2 separate regions of the Gossypium hirsutum genome follow, and region 2 is linked to region 1. A link is a contact called in public Hi-C data. All regions are on one chromosome and are shown on one strand. Each heading gives the region's core, a stretch centred on a gene start, on an enhancer-like site or on the middle of the called end of the contact. The rest is flanking DNA. Distances are from core to core; before and after follow the strand shown.

Region 1 (5,264 bases), core at 1,459-3,958:
AACTGCCTTGGGTACTGTTTCGGGAACTGAATTTGTTTGAGGAGGGGCTTCTGCCACTGCTTCGACTTTGGGTTCAGGTTTTGCCTCCGTAGGTGCAGGAAGAGCCTTGCTAGTGGTAGTTGTTGGTAAAAGGGCTGCTCCAATTTGCTGAGTTCACAGGCAAATTCAAAAAATAGAGAAATTAGTCATGCAAGATAAAAATAGCATACAAATAATAACCAAGGTCTATATCAAGGTTGGATACCTTTACATCATCGACAAGTTCCGTAGGAGCCACCTTCGTGTTTAAGAATTCATCAACTTGTTTAAGTGTTTGCTTTCGGTTCTGTTACAAATAGCAGAGTAGAAAGTCAAACCATTATGTTTTGGCCTTACGGAACTAGAGACATAAGTTAAGTGACACATTCCATATTTGTTCATAACCATATCCTTTTGTATGAGCTTAAGCATTTAGAACAAACAGTCACTGGATGAGTGTACTGTTACTTATTGGACCATGCAATGCTCATTTACTTTACTCATCTTGCACTAACTTTCTACACAGAGCTTAGGATTTTAGGACATTTGATTATCCAATTTAATATAAAGTGGAGACTTACCTCTGCATACAGGAATTTCTTGCTTACAAGCTGCACAATAGCAGCTGAGCCTAAAAGTTGAAGGATCGTTTCTATCTGCAGAAGATATGGCAAACCCACAATTTGAGTTGTTTCGAGGTGTGTGTATATATATATAATCAGAGGTACTGTACTAAAAGGACTCAAAAACCTAACCTCTGAAAAAGCCAAAAGGCCTAACCCTGCAGCTGCAGCAATCCCTACAGTAACAGAAAGGCCATCTGATCCCCCCTGCAGATTATCACAACCATTTATCATATAGAAGAAAACTAATAAGAAAGGCTGAAGAACTTTCCAACAAAATCAATTCAAGATCTAGAAAAGTCTCTCTATGACATCAAAATCTTAGAAGTGAATAAGCAATTAGGAGATGAAGATAGGTACTCCGAAGGCCTCGGCGAATGCTTCTGTCAAATTGCTAAGGTCAAGACCTTTCTTTGGTTGTATCCAGGGAAGACCACTGTTCTGCAGAATTGAAACCAGTCTCAAAAGATGCAATTGCTAAATTTAGAAAAAATGGAGAAAGAAACAAAAAAAAATTGATTTAGAACAGCACATACCACCCATCCCCGTGGTCCTTCAGCACCATCTTTGACTGCATAAGCAGCTTTGAATCCATTTGCAGTGACCAACTCCGCAACCAGTTCAGAATTCCCATCAAATCTGGCTTTCAACACAAATTTAAAGCAATATTAGAAGATGAATCAAATGAAAGTTCTAGTTTCATCTTCCCTACAAACAAAATGCATATAGTTACAAATAAAATATTTGTCAGCCAATGCTTACATATGTTTAAAGACACATTTTAACAGTTAAGAACGTATGGCCTATCAATTTAGAAACCTTCAACCCTTGGAACAAAATGCAGTTAATTTATGGGTTAGGAACTCAGGATCAATTAAGAAAGAGGTAATGGCCATATTCTATTGTGTAGCTTAAGGCCAATGAGCCTCCATATAGGCATATTCAGTTCTACATTCTTCCTCCACAACCAACACACAAACCATTTAATCTCAGATACAGTGATACAATCATCAATAAGAGTGGATCCTTAACTAGAAACGAAGGTTTCATAGACAATGCTGGGAATTCATATATGAACAAATATATACGAGGCATAGGGTTTTCAGAAGCTTACTTGTCCATAATGAATAAGGTTGTATTTTCAGGTTCCTTGAATTTCAAAGACAGTTTTGTCAAGAACACTGGTTTATCTTCACCATTGTAGGCAATTGACACCGGTTTCTTCCCAAATCCCTTAATGTCAGGGCTACCAACATCTCTAGACTCCTTGAGAGGCCTTATGTCCAGCAACTGAGCAGTGGCATCGTCACCTAGCTTGGCGTAAGCACTCCTTGCAGATTCAACTCCCCATGGCTTTGGATTCTTTAACAGCTGAGACAAAATCAAAGGAACTGCTAAAGCAACGGTGCCACCAGCTACAACCGTGGGATTCTCAGTTGCAAAACTGACGACGGTATCAAGGATCCCATTTGGGTCAAAATTAACAGACGAGGAGGATCCCGTCGTCTGCTGTAGGGCTTCCTCGTATGACAAGGCTTTAGCGAAACCATTGGGGAGAAGTGATGACAGAAGCAGTAAACCACCATGCAAGGTTCTTGACAAACACTGGTGCAAAGCTGGTTGGGTCTTAATAAAAGCTGGGGAGTTGGGTAGTTTGAGTGGTGAAGCAATGGGGAGCAATGGTGCTTTTCTGGCCTCGGTTCTTGTCTCAGAAAGAACCGAGAGAGGTGTCAAACTTGGAGTTGCTGCATTGAGGGTCCTCATTTGCATAATTTTTATGCAAAGAGATGGGTGTCAAATGTATGATGGAAAGGCTTGAACCATCAACAATGGAGGATTTTTGTTGGAATTGATTGGATGACAACAAGGCTCAGAGACCCTTAGCTTTGGAAGGTGCACTTTGAATGATGAAATGGTGGTGAGGTGGAATGAGTTCTGAGATCTCTGCCACTCATTGCATGACACGTTGGAAGTGAGATGAGAGGCTTTTTGATCATGTCTTTAGGACTGTTCCTCATCTCAACTCATTTGTGTGGCTAATAATTGTCTGCACAAATTCAATAGTGCATCTAAACTATAGTACCTTCCTTTTAATACAGCAAAAACGTTACACTTAATTATCTTTTAATTTACCATTTAATTTGGTATTTTAGTTTGAATTTTTTTTATTGTAATATACGATTTTTATATTTGACAAAAATTATATATATTTAGGTACATGAAAGTATCAATATTAATTTTTTAATTTTTAATTCAAGTTTTGGAATTGATTTTATAAAAATTATTAGCTAATAATATTAGCAATTAACTTTCATCATATCAATCCTAAACCTGAATTAATTCACATTAATTAGATTATATTTGACAAATTAAATGGAAAATTAAATAAATTCACAATTAACACTACATTTATTCTATTAACAAAATCATAAAAAATTCAAACATAATACTATTAGCAATTAACTTTCATTAAATGAATCCTAAAATCCAAATAAAAAAGTTAGCATTGTAACCTTTGGGTATAAAAAAAATATAACTTTTGTCAAATATAGATATCAAATTAGACCAAAAAACAACCCAGGTACCACATTAAAAAAATATATCAAATTCAAGTACCAAATGATATATTAAACCTTAGAAAAAGAGATAAAGTCATGATTTTGATAATTTTCCTCTACTTATTAAACCTTAGAAAAAGAGATAAAGTCATGATTTTGATAATTTTCCTCTACTTAGTCTTTGAATTATTTTCGTTAATCTTCAAACTTAACAACTTTTTCAGTTTTATTCATTTGACACATTTGATATTGTATCATCATATTATCGCTTAAAAATTATAATTTTATAAAATATTTAAATGATGATGTGATGCAATATTAGAGTGTCGTATCATTACATAAATCAAAATTAAAAAAAAACATTGTCAGTTAAAGCTAAATTTTTTTTTTCAGATGCTAAATCTTACCTAAGTTAAAAGTGCTAACCAAAGTTTAGGGTGTGAAACATGACACTCAACTTGGACCAAGTCTATCAAATTTTGCTCATGAATTAAGATGGGGATCTTGCGCTACCATCATGTGAGCTTGCGCCAAGCCTGGGCTTTCTTCCTCCGATCAAGCTTCTGCATCAACAATGTTATATATATAGTATTTTAATTTATCGTTTAGGGTTTTTCAATATATTTTTCTTCTATATAAGATTATACCATATTTTAGTATATCATTTCGATTTTATTTGTAAAACACGACAATACTGGTCTCTTTGATTTCATTTGCTTTTTTGCAAGAATGCATACTCCTATACTTTAAATTGATAGCCCTCCAGAACCATTTAACATTATTTATAGCGTGTCCCGCAATCATATTGCTTTTGTAAGGAAATATAACCTAACTATACATATTATACCTTCATATTGGAGGGAATCATTTCAGATAATAAAAACAAGCGAGGAAGAGGATTTGATTGGTGTTGTTTTCCGCCCAAGATAGCGGCAGTAAATGGGGGACCACGATGATTCACAGCGGCAATGGATGAAAGGAAGAAAAAGGTTAAAGGGGTAAAAGAGAGGTTCTTTTTTGTGGCATTATTGGCCGTAGTGGACCATCGACGGCGGCTGAAAGAGCAGCGGTCTCTAAGGTTTCTTGGGAAGGGAAAAAAGAGAGAGGCTAAATTAGGCAAAAATGTCAATTTTAAAAATTAATTAAGTGATTAGGCCAATTTGTAACATATTTACCAGAATAGGCCAATCTTGGAGAAAGGGGGAAATACGTCCAACTGGACGCTTTTTCACCCAACGGTAACCTCCCCCAACGGTCCAATTGCCAATGACCATAAAAAACGACTAGTTTTTATTTCTATATAAACCCAAATATTTTCCTCATGTTTTCATTCAAATCCATTTCTGTCAATTCTCTTAATTCTCTCAAATCTTTCAAGAATTTAATTCTAAAATTTTAATTAAAATTCTCTTAAGTTCTTGATTTAATTCTGTTTTTTATTCATTTTAATTTAGTTTTGGAATGACAAATACTATTATTCGTTTCGATGAAAACCACATTTTCGCGATTCAACTGTAAATGGTAAGAAAATATTTTTAATTTTTATAATTTTATTTAAGTTCATTATTAAGTTGTTAAAAAGATTAAATTTTATTTATTTTTTGTATTTTTTATAATCACGCCGAAGATTTTATTTTGGAGACGTATATGCAAAATCTATCTACAAGATTGTCGCATATGATTGAACCCTATTTGAAAGTTGTGGGATTCTTGCACATGTCTCGTATGTGAGATTTTGACAAGTTATTCTGATAAATTGAAAGTTTTAACATAAGCTTATATGCCTATTTGAATTGGATGAATGGTCTGAAAGTTTCTTAGATCTTTATTGTGGTGGTGCCAATGTGGCATATTGGTTAGGTATTTAGGGAGGAGTTACAAGTTGTATTTTTGGCATGGAAAGTGTATGTTTGAACAAGTATTTGTGTTGGCTAAATGTGCATTTTAGGTCCCTTTGAATAGGTTAATTGAGCTATGCATGTAGTGACTTATTTTTGCACCACACAGTTTGAGACACGGCCATGTGTCAAACACAGGCTAGTGACACGGTCGTGTGCTCTTTAGA
Region 2 (5,264 bases), core at 1,395-3,894, 440 kb before region 1:
CTATGTTATGTTGATTAGGATTAGGTGGTGAGTGCCGGATATGGGTATACTCAATTGTTTTGAAAATTTTTCATATATCTAGAGGATCCTATTCCTAATATCAATGTCCAAATACGTGTTGGATATGGTTACCTTTTCTTTTTCGGGCCCCAGGGGGGGGGGGATGCAGAGTTGTGTGCTAATGTGAGTCTCAAGTATGATATCAATCTGGGTATTGAATTTGGTGGCAGCTGGTTAATATTAAACTATGAATGTTATATATCGGTTCCTCCTACCTCTAGAAAGCTTCTCCAGCTTTAGAATGACATTCAGGCGACTCTGTTGTATAGGAAAAGATTTGCAATTTAACTATGGTTTCTTGAGAGATATTAAGAAGTGTTGGCATTTGCATGCTCGAATTTGTTGTTTTGTTTCTGCAGAGTTCATGAACCTTGACATGATAATAGGGCGAGTCACTGTACATTTTAATGGAAGAAATGGGATATCTCTGCACTAAACATGGCATTTATATGTAGTAGGAAAACTAGAGGCATGCGCATAAAATTGACAAGTTTTATTCCAGGAACAGGGGAAATATAAAGGTGACAAGAATTCATACAAGGAATCCCTACAATTACAGAATAAAGATGTCTCTTTTAGAGGATACAAGAAGGCCAGATTAGCATGCCATTGCCAATCCTGTACATCTATTCAGTTCCAGCAATCTTCTTCTTCAGTGCCTCAATATCCGTAGCTAGTTCTTTCCTGCTTGACTGAGGTAATACGCATGTTTTTAGCACACGGCTTTTAGTGTTCATATATATGATCTGATACTATAGTCTGATAACCAATTTGATTTTAATCGTAAATTAATCCACTCTTTTAAGTTGAACACCACCTCTAATATATAAGCTAGATTTAAAAGTTCAAAGTGAGCACTTGCAACAAAAAAATGCTGATTCAAAACCATCAAATACATCATTGTCTCTTCATGCATTTGTAAATTTCCCTTTAGAGTTATCAAGTTGAACAATTTGCAAGTGTTTAAATGATGTGGCTCACCCATAAAGAACTTGGATTATTCCACACAAAAAATACATGGGACCATATATATTTGACTGAAAACTTACCTTGAAGAGAAGGTATCTATAGACAAACCATCCTGAATATCCAAGTCCAACCAACTCCATTATCTTTGGAAGCTGAGAAGCACAGAAATGCATTGATTTCAGATAGGATTAGCATATAAAACAAGTTATAAAGTGTAGCATGAAGAGTTCCACTTACCAAGGGCACTGAGTTAATGGCGCCAACAAGAATAGATGATAGCCAAACGGCAACTATTGCCCCACCACCATAAAGAAGAACCGTGGTCTTGTTCTCAACTTTATCCCACTAGAAAACCACGAAAAAACAAGCCAAGTCAGGCACTCAGTTCAGCAGGTTAAAAGAGCAAGAAATTGATTATGTGCAGGCCACCATTTTCTCACTTTTTCTTTCAAGTCATCAAAAAGCTCCCCGGTATCGACAGAGGTGTCTTCTGTTGCTTTTGTTTGGAGAAAAGGAAACCTCCGGGATTCTGTACCAAAAACAACAGGGTAAATAGAAGGCCAAGGAATACGTAGCTCAAAGTCAAATGCATATACTATGACAGAGACAACCAAATAAAACTATTTGTTGTTGTGGCATTATAAAGGAAGAGCGCTATATATTAGACCACTTCATAGTTGTTTTACCTATCTATTCATGTTATACGAACATGTCCGACATTCATCCAGAGTTGTTACTTGCATTCTATCCCATACTTGAATTGGTACCAATTCATCCCCATTTGAAATTTGGGGTCCCAACTCCCATATTATCGTCCAAAAGATTGACCCATTTTTTCAGACAAAAGCCTCCATAATTAGTTTACTGCAACTACTCTTAACACGTGTGATTGTCACCAATATAACGTTTCTGATCCTACACCCACCACCAATGATTTCATTTCCGAAAAAACCAATCTCAATTCCGAATATGGTGTTTGGAAGAACAGGATATAGAAGTGAACTCTTAACTTCTATGACCATTAAGCTTTCATTTTCATTCAGTAAAATCAAACAAAAGGAAGAGCAGGCAAGTGAAGTGAGGCGTTAAAAGGGAGAATGTTAACAGCAGTACCTGGAGTTAGCTTAACGGACGAGGAAAAGGAAGCGGTGGAAACGCGAGGAGGGACAGGCGGCAAGGCGGAACAGTGGGTTGTTCTAACGGCTGCAGGAACACGTGGAATCAAGACGGCGGTGGCCGACATGGAAGCTGATGCTGCTGCTGCCGCCATTTTTTCCTCAAAAATTAATTACTGCTATTTCTGAGATAGATAAGCGCCCTCTTGAACGCTACAAATCCTATCCTTTCCTTTCCTTTTGCTGCCTTCTTTCACAGTAGTATTCTTCCTTGCTTTCAAAAAAAAAAAAAAAAAAAGCTCTTCTTAGAAAAAATTCGTTTTCTAATTTATTTTTGTCTGAATGTTTGAATTACCTAAAAGTAATAATAAAAAATGGTATTATTAGTGTGGGTGAGGTTTTGGTGGCAGACGAATGGAGTGATTGACAGGTGGATAAGATTTTTGAAGGAGGATTATGATTGGTTCGTTCCCTATCTATATGCAATCCATGTTTTGAGTAATAAGGGGTCATAGCCCACTAGCTACACCTTTTAAATGGGCGGGTTATCACGACTTTGATTATCGTCAAAAACTTTCACTCAAGGTATATTAATTTTTCTATAAATCAAGGTATTTTTTTATATAAAAATATAACTTGAATTTTATCGAAAATTTACCATTTAATTTGAAAGCTGTTAAAAAATATTTATCATTTTAATTTTTTTTAATTTAGTTAAATAAAATTGTTCAAGTCTAGTTTTGTTAAAATATGAATTTTAATACTTCGATTGGATTCTTTTTAATGTGTAAGATAATACTATGATCCATGAGGGAGGAATCAATTGGGCATGCCTTTTTAGAATTCTTGCTTGGCACATATGGAGGAATCACAATCATTTTATTTTTCAGGAAAAATTTTGGAGCCCAAGTGACGTAATCAAAATTTCGTATAGTTGGGCCATACATTTCTTTTCGACCTTTAATACAGAAATGGTTGGTTGCCATGATTTATCCTATGAAGAACGTGTTGAAAAATATGGACATCACATATATAATAAGAATAATTACATGTTATTATTATTTACTATCATGATATGTTAGACCAAATTAAAAGTGATCTAATTTGGTTAATGTTTTATTGTGCTTTAATTATTAAATAAAATATGGGTCAAATACGTGTAAATATTTTAGCAATTGAGTTCTAATCAAATTCTAATTAATGATGGGCTAATTAGAAATTAGTACTAATATGACAAGATTATAAATATTAGGGTTATGGTCCCCAAATTATATACAAGATATCTTTTCTAATATCCCATCCTTAAGAAAGAGAGAGCAATATTCTCTGAATTTCTTGTGTGCTAATTTGGAAGATCAAATTCCCAAGATCAGGAAAAACTTCAAGGAATTTATGGATTTAGGTATGCTTCTGCATCTAGTTTTATTCTTATTTTGTTCTTAATGATTTGACATGAGAAGATCCTGATGTATGATTTATTAAATTTTATATCATATCTTAATTAATAATTCTAACAAGTGACATCCGAGCCTCGAACATATTAAATAATTGGGAATTGATTAAGGTTATTCATTTGAATGATTGATTTATAAAATTTCATGGGTTTTATATTTCGGATAACATCTTTGAAGGTTTATATTAAAGTATTTTTTTAATATCTTGATTATCTTGAATTCATATTAAAATTTTAGGGATTTATTTTAATTTTTAATTTGGGTGATTTTCAAATTGATAAATTTAATTATAGAGTTTAAAATATTTTACTTCAGTGAATGATCATGTTAAAGTCAATATTTTTTTTTCATTCTTCATTGTCCTATGTTTCAATTTCTGTTAAATGAATAAATAATAAATCTGTATGACATTTAGTTAAAAAAAATTGGAAAAGAAGTTCATAGTTTCGTATGTTTCATTTATATACATAAATATATAATATATGCATGCTTTAGTTTCGTATGTTTCATTTATATATATAAATATATAATATATGCATGCTTTGATTGGTTTAATGCATGTTGTTTTGAAAAATTATATAAATATATATGATTATCTTTTAATTCGATTGAAAGATGAAATTAAGGTAAATATTTTGAAACAAATAGATTCAGATTTTGACTTTTAATTAAGGATGTCAAATATTTTAAATAGATTAGTTGAAACAAAATGTCGCCAAAGTGACCTCTTTTGTGTAGATTAGTTTATTTGAAATATCAAGATGATTATATGTTTTTGTGATTCATGCGTTTATTGATTGACTCAAAGGTAAGTTAATATTTGGTAGAATTTCAATGACATCTGTGGTAATAAATGTGTGACAATTATAAGGTATTTTGTATGAGTAATAAGTTAGTCTAAAGATTAATTAATTGTTTGACATTATTTATTGTCAATGTTTGATTGCTACAACAAGAGTATCGCTTACTGTTAATATTACTATCCAAAGACTTGATATTAATGTTGTGCTTGGTATCTTGAGATGGGATTAGACATTATCTTGAATTTATTGTTTAATTATGAATATTGATGTGAGCTTGTTTTTATTTGTTCTATATTCAGCTAATTCATATTCTATTGCCACAATATCTGCTAATATAAATTCTATACCCATGCTTAATGGGACTAATTTTAAGGAATGGAAAAGACACTTACTTATAGTGCTTGCCTATATAGACATAAACCTTGCATTAAGGGATGAACAACCTGCACCTCTTATTGCGGAAAGCACCCCTGATGTTAAGAGGGATTTTGAGAGGTGGGATCGTTCAAATTGCATGAGTCTAATGATCATGAAACACATCATTCCAAAAGCCTTTAAGGGCACAGAATCTGAAGAGATTACTCAAGCCAAAGGTTTCCTTGATGAAATTGAGAAACGTTTTGCTAAAAACGATAAAATTGAGATAACATCACTTCTGACTTCTTTGATGTCTATGAAGTATAAGAGTCAAGGAAAGGTAAGAGAGTACATTATGGAGATGTTCTATACTGCTTCAAGACTTAAGGCACTTAAGATCGAGCTTTCTGAGGAATTGCTTGTTCTTATGGTTTTGGTATCGCTTCCTGCATAGTTTAATCAATTTAAAATTAGTTATAACTGTCAAAAGGAGCAATGAACTCTAA

Evidence for each region. A called contact is a pair of places that touch in the nucleus more often than the background predicts.
Region 2: a contact with region 1 is called in a Hi-C map of leaf, with 2.4 times the contacts expected there. The contact joins the promoter of LOC107933524 here to the promoter of LOC107933531 in region 1. A contact is called at or near these places in 4 of 34 Hi-C or Micro-C datasets (leaf, petal and seedling).

The regions. Positions count from the first base shown.
Region 1 is chrA08:102,224,875-102,230,138 of Gossypium_hirsutum_v2.1, reverse strand. It overlaps LOC107933531 (rhodanese-like domain-containing protein 4, chloroplastic), which reads right to left and starts at 2,708. Exons shown (of 9, transcript XM_016865766.2): 1 at 1,756-2,708; 2 at 1,178-1,280; 3 at 1,002-1,082; 4 at 774-848; 5 at 600-674; 6 at 245-325; 7 at 1-147. The coding sequence starts at 2,411.
Region 2 is chrA08:102,665,336-102,670,599 of Gossypium_hirsutum_v2.1, reverse strand. It overlaps LOC107933524 (protein CURVATURE THYLAKOID 1A, chloroplastic), which reads right to left and starts at 2,644. Exons shown (of 5, transcript XM_016865757.2): 1 at 2,143-2,644; 2 at 1,470-1,558; 3 at 1,267-1,374; 4 at 1,110-1,181; 5 at 533-752. The coding sequence starts at 2,299. The coding sequence ends at 687.